2 separate regions of the Hordeum vulgare genome follow, and region 2 is linked to region 1. Evidence: chromatin contacts called from public Hi-C data. All regions are on one chromosome and are shown on one strand. The core of a region is the stretch at or near the end of the contact, and the rest is flanking DNA. Distances in the headings are between cores, read along the strand shown. Region 1 holds the start of LOC123445212 (protein XRI1-like). Region 2 holds the start of LOC123445214 (small ubiquitin-related modifier 1-like).

Region 1 (3,198 bases), core at 315-2,814:
ACTGTAAAGTTACAAGTGACTTCACACTAAATGCTTAGATATCCTTGTCTGATAGCACAGTATGAGTGATTCAGAGGTAACAATGGTATGTAAACAGAAGAGCATTTTTTTTTACCTCCTATACCACAGAAGGGCAAATCTATGTCTGTACATTCTTTAATTGGGGTTTGCTCATCGAACAGGCTCCAAGAATCAACCTCATTGTGGTTTGCTTCAGCCCACAAGGAGGTAGATGGAGCTGCAAAATCAGAAGAGTAGCCCTCATCAGTCAACTGGATGCAGTTTTAGGGAAGTAGGAATGATGCAAAGGCGTGCCGCAAACCTGGTAACAGATCCTTCTGCAAATCGAACTCTTGATTCTGCCAGTCCCACATCTCACTGCACAAAGTTGCACATCAAAGAGCATTGTTAGGGATGATGGCCACTCAGGCGTAAACAGTTGGTGAAAGCTTTACATAAAAATGAGTAGAGCGCAGAGTATGCATCTTTGCACAGGCTTATTACACAACAAGAGCTGCAGCCTGAACATGTAAAAAGTCCCAAGTACATCTGAATAGATGGTGAAAAATTCAACTCTTATACTAGCACATTTCAGTGTTTTCCTTTTCCTGCGGACACCAGAATGTTCTTCAGAGCCCAAGACAGCGGTATTGTAGCGCAAAGATTTACAGAAAACATTAACAGCGCAAGGAGTAACTCGCAGTAAAAAAAAGGAAACCTTTGAGGATTAGGAAAGCTTGGGCATTCGCATGTAAGAAACAGCCTGGCATGGGCATGGGCATGGGCCAAAGAAACAGAGGCAGGAGAAAATGGAAGGACGCCATGAACAGCAGCTAGCTAGGGTTTAACAGCAAAAGACAAGACCAGCACCAACGCACACACGGCCAGCCATCCCTAGTCGCAACCAACCACGGTACGGCACAAAAGAGGAAACTAAAAGCCTCCGTCAAAAGAAGACATGATCCTTTTTTTCTCTCCCAGAATTGGAAGTCTTTTCCCCTGCCCTGCTTGGTTCCCCAAACATCATGCGAGGACGAAAAGATGAAGAAGACGATGAGGACGGAAAAGGGCGGTACTAGCACCAACGGAGAAGTAACCGCCGTACCGAGAAAGCGAAATTAGGGCGGCTCAACCAGTGGAGGGGGACGACGGGATTAAGGCCCGAAGAAGAAACAAATCGCGCGACTCAACGAAAAAAAAATACGGCAAGCTTTTTTTTCTCCGGCCGCGCCGTACGGTGGTCGGCGAGGATGAAGAAACCGGACGGAGGAGGGAGGGGGAGGAGGACGAAGGAGAGGCACCTCTGATCGCCAATGCCGCCGTCGAAGTCCATCATCCCCCGCCGCGGACCGGATCCGAGGCCGGCGGCGCTCTAAAGGGAAAGGCGGAGAAGGAAAGGAAGGAAGCGGAGGGGGGACGCGGAGTGGGGAGCGGGTGGAGCGGGACGGAGGAAGGGACTGGAGACTGGAGAGTGGGCGCAGTGGTGGTGGTGGTGGTGGTGGGAGCAGTTTATCCCTCCCTCCCTCAGTCACCTCTCCCTCGTGCTTCTCTCTACGGGCCCCCGTCCGTCCCCGAGAAAACAAAGCTTGCGCCTTTATTGCCTCCCCCCCCTCCCCCCTCTCGCTCGCTCTCCAAGGTGACCGCTCAAGGGGGGCGCGGGGGCCGAGGACGAGAAGACGATGATTATCCTATGACTAATCGGCCAATTCACGGATCAGTCGGTAATGATGATTAATTTATCAGGGCAGTTTCAGGTTTAGGCTTTGCCCCGCCCCGTAGCCTTGTGGCGGAAGGAAGGAAGGAAGGGGAAAGAAAGAAAGAAACCGTGCGGCGCGGCCGCGCAGGCTGTCCGTTGGCGGTACCACGGCGGAACGGAACCGGTGGCATGGCATTTCCGCGCCGTGCCTCGGCCGACGACGTGCTCGGACGCACCTGCAGTCTCCACGAGCAGTATCAGAACGGGCTCTCGCTTCAAGCTGACTCGTTGTTATGTGCACATCTTCAAGTTTGCATTATTTTTTTCCCTCAGAAAAGAAGTTTTCATTATTTTTAGAAACCTTTTACAAAAAACATTAGAAACCTTATTATGTTTTCATTTTAGTCTTTACATTCTTGTGAGCTGTACAAAAATATGCCCAAACTCCCCGTTTTTCACAACATATAATTGGCTCAAGTTCTTTCATCTTTTTCGCCAATTAATCATAAAAAACAATTTAGAAAATGATTCCCCCCTTCATCCGGCGATATGACGCTCGCGTCGGTCAACTCACACGTGATCCGTGTGTCTCTGCGTGTCCCCACCACCGCCCCTCTTTCGGGAGCGTTATTTTCCTTCCACACGAAGCTTCCTCGGCGTCTAGCGCTCGTGTCGGATACTTTCGCGACGAAGCTTCCTCGATGTCTACCGCTCCCTCGGTCACACGATGTTATGCTGGCAGTGGTTACTTTCGCGACGAAGCTTCCTCGGTGTCTACCGCACCCTCGGGCACACGATGTTGTGCTGGCAGCAGTTACTTTCCCAATGAAGCTTCCTCGGCGCCTAGTGCTACCCTTGGTCAGACGATGCTATGCTGGCGGTAGTTACTTTCTCGACGAAGCTTCCTCGACGTCTAGTGCTACCCTTGGTCAGACGATGTTGTGGTGGCGGTAGTTACTTTCCCAACGAAGCTTCCTCGACGTTATTAGACTGTATATATGCGTAGTCTCTGTACATGACTTGTAATCTCTAATGTACACTTTGTATATATATATATATATATATATATAAGATAATCGCACCCATCAAAGGGTGTTGAGCAGTTCCCTAAACCTAAGTTTTACATGCTATCAATATAGGTCGATCTATGTCTTTCGTTGCCGTCGCCGCACCTCCCCAGCCCCGCCGTCATCGTCTCCTCTGGCTCTCCAGTCGCTGTTCATGGCGTCTGGACCGCTGGCCGCGATTCATCTGGGGGCGTTCGTGGGGCCCTCGACCGCTGCTCCCATCGCCTTTGCATCACGCGGCGCTCGTCCGTCGGCCCCGCCTCATGGGTCGCATCTGCCGCAGCCCTACGTGTCGCCGTCGTCGTCGTCCTACTGGGCGCCGCCGTCGCAGCCCTATGAGGCGCAGTCGGCTCAGCCCAACGGGGCGCCGCCAGCTCAGCCCTACGGGGCATTGCAGACGCAGCCTTACGGGGCGTCGCCATCGCCGGTCTACGA
Region 2 (3,198 bases), core at 293-2,792, 210 kb after region 1:
TCATTGTTGCTAAAGATTGACCAATGTAGCCAACGCCAGGAACAGCAAGCCAGAAAACAACAGCACACACGACTGACAATGATGCCTCCCTATGATGAGAAGCCAAAAGAGTTTGCAAATCACTGGGAACAACAAGGCTGGATATATTGGGCAATGGATGATAGTTCAGTCATAACAGCAACAGTACTCAGGATGTTCTTTCACCTCTAGATCCCCCTTGGCAATGGCACACGACCATGGCTTCAAAAGTTCATTCACTTCTTACATTTTACTCTAGTCTAAAAGGTACCATACGACATAGAACAGCCAGGCTGCAGCAACATCCTTCTAAGCGCGACGAAAGCACCCTCCAGTCTGGTGCAGCATGGCATCAATCTCATCGCCTTCTTCCATCTCAAGCTAAAACAATTTGCAAACAATATAATACATCAACAATGGTACAGACTATCGAGTTACTGAATGTTAAGGTTCTATAATGTTGGCATAACAGCAGCATACCTCGTCGGGGGTCTGCTCACCACGGAGCCTACGACCATCAAAAAGGAACGCAATGGAATTGAGATCCACAGACTGGCGGTCACAGTAGGCGTTCATCAGCTTCTTGAGCTGTGTGGATCTCTTGATGCGGAAGAAAACCTCATTGCCATCCTGCAGAACCAAAGAGGGACAAGTGTCAATAGCTAGGCATTGAGTAGACACATATTGCCTGCTGGGAAAAAAAGGGACTGAGGCTCACTATGAAGCAATAAAACCAATTTATTTCCTGGTCCTGCCCTAGTTATGATTTGCCAGATACATATGAATTTTATTTCTGAATACAAATAAAGAAGTAAAAAAAAAAGACTGCACACATCAGTAGAAGTAAGCAAGAGCTAACAACACAAGTTTTGTCTAGGACCTAGGCAACCCTGGTCCCTTACACTTGACCACATTTGGGAATATCCTACCCTACCAGTGGCTAAATAATCCAACTTTATCACTATCAAGCGGGCGAGTCATCAAGATTGACGACGGGTCGGTAAAGTTGCTCGATTATGCTTCCGACCCATCACTCAAGCATTACAAACACATTAGTAGAACATGTACAGCAGGTCCATGACTATCAAGTAGGTTACGAATCGGCCAGACTAGGCAAATGGATCTACAGACTACAGAGCCATGCATCTAAACAAGCCCATCGGCGACGGAGCAGAAACAGAGATCCGGATTCTAAATCGACAGCCCTACCAACCCCAATCCTAGGATCCGACCGCCACCAACCACAACGAGAACCAGTATCTCCATAAAGAAAAGGAGAGGGGAAGACGAGACGGGGAACGGATTGGATCAGACCTGCCCCTTGACCTTGAGGTTGATGTGGGCGCCTCCGCCGTCGCCCGCGGGCTTCTTGTCCTCGTCCGCCGTCACGCCCGACATCTCCGGCGACTCCTCAGTGCTGTGCCGCGCCGCCGAGGAGCTGAGGTCAGGGGTAGGGCCGTAGGGGGATCCGAGCAGGAGCAGGGGAAGAAGAAGAAGACTCGAGTCTGCACGGCGGACGCGGGGGGGCAGGGGAGGTTTATAGCGCGGCCACCCAGAGCCGGATTTAATAGTGGCGTGGCGTCCGGATCCTCCCTGCGCGGGAACCCTATGGGCCGCGCGTGGATTGGCCGGCGTGCCGGGGCTGCTCGCGACACGGATCCCGTGTGGACTGCGCGTACTTTGCACGCAGACCTGGTCAAGGCCCCGTTTCCTTTTGAAAAGAACGGGGTGGCGATCCCCTCCCGCTCTCAACCCAACGTGTATGCGCATGAAACTGTTCTAGTGTCTTCTCGGGGAAGGGAGCTACTATTTGGAATTTCTTCTCCCTTCGACCAAAAGTTGGACTACAACAAGAATTTATTCCTTCCCAAGATTGTTCTTTGCTTGTTTTGAAAGCATTTGTTTCTCTAGAACCGCCGTCAATGTATATTTTACTTAATTCTTATAATTTACACTAAACATCATATGGCGAAACAGTTGATTGTACAACGTTACCGTTTGATCCGAAGTTGTGATGCGAAAATTCTTAGGAGAATGAAATAGAATGAAATACGGATACAAATTAAGTTCAAAGGAAAAAAAAGTAAAGAATATAACAGTCAACAGGAAGTCTTCTATGCACTACCTATAGAGTGATAGAGCCGCCACGATGCCCAAAGTCCGCTAGGATTGTTAGCTATGCGTATTGGATATTTTCATGTGACACTCATTACTCCTATGAAAAATGTTGGAGTACCCGCCTTGCAAGACTCTTCAAGAGGAAGAGGGCCTTCTGGTCGTCTGTCGTTGGACGGCTTGCCGTTGGAGCCTCTTCGGGCGGCTCTAAGCCGTCCGATCTCCTCGAGCGATCTGGGTGGAGGGTCCATGGTGGGTGGACCACCCGACGTTCTCGGGGCCACCCTCATTGGGCAGCGATGGGCGCGCGCGCGATGGCCCTCTTGCGGGCTGCCCTGCGCGCAATGGTACAACGTGAACCCCAACGCCTTGAGTCGTCCATTTCACGGTGTCATGTCGTGGGCTTCTAGAGAGCGCTCTGAGCCGTCCGATATGCCCGAATGGCTCGCACGTGGGCGACCCGTCTAGGCGACTTGAAAGTGCGTTATATCGACTAGAGGAGGGGTGAATAGGCAATTTTTATAAACTTGTCACTCAGGAATTACTACTTGAGGAATTTTGTAAGTGACGAACCACTTGCAGCGGAATAAGTACTCACGTGTCAACATAACATAGCAGTAGCATAGTCGTCATGATGAAATGAAACATACACACAACACGAGTAGCGAGTAAACATGATAGGCAAGTGAAGAACAAGGTGATTGAAGAAATTGAGGTGAGGAAATTAAGAAAGACTTCAGTCAAAGTCTTTAAACAGTAACGATCAATTTCATCAACAAATACTTAAGGAAAATGAAAGCGTTGAGGAAACATAATGAGGAGCTCGGTGAAGACAATGAGTTGATGACCCAGTTCCAACTGATGTGACAGTCATACGTCTCGTTTGGAGCGGCTTTATATTTAAATCAAAGGACACACAGTATCACGACACACAGTCCTTGTCGTATTTTCCTTGAGCTAAGGTTACACAAACCTTGCTCAACACTCGTGGTAAGTCTTTTGTGGAGACTTTCAAACCCTCACAAACCCGATCACCGGACAATCCATAGTTTCCTCTTGGATGCT

The links. Hi-C and Micro-C count contacts between places; a contact is called where the count stands out from the background.
Region 2: a contact with region 1 is called in a Hi-C map of seedling, with 2.1 times the contacts expected there. The contact joins the promoter of LOC123445214 here to the promoter of LOC123445212 in region 1. A contact is called at or near these places in 2 of 6 Hi-C or Micro-C datasets (leaf and seedling).

The regions. Positions count from the first base shown.
Region 1 is chr3H:571,866,097-571,869,294 of MorexV3_pseudomolecules_assembly, forward strand. LOC123445212 (protein XRI1-like) reads right to left here and starts at 1,565. Exons shown (of 9, transcript XM_045122170.1): 1 at 1,302-1,565; 2 at 323-378; 3 at 116-238. The coding sequence starts at 1,336.
Region 2 is chr3H:572,078,000-572,081,197 of MorexV3_pseudomolecules_assembly, forward strand. It overlaps LOC123445214 (small ubiquitin-related modifier 1-like), which reads right to left and starts at 1,543. Exons shown (of 3, transcript XM_045122172.1): 1 at 1,333-1,543; 2 at 499-648; 3 at 120-399. The coding sequence starts at 1,416. The coding sequence ends at 328.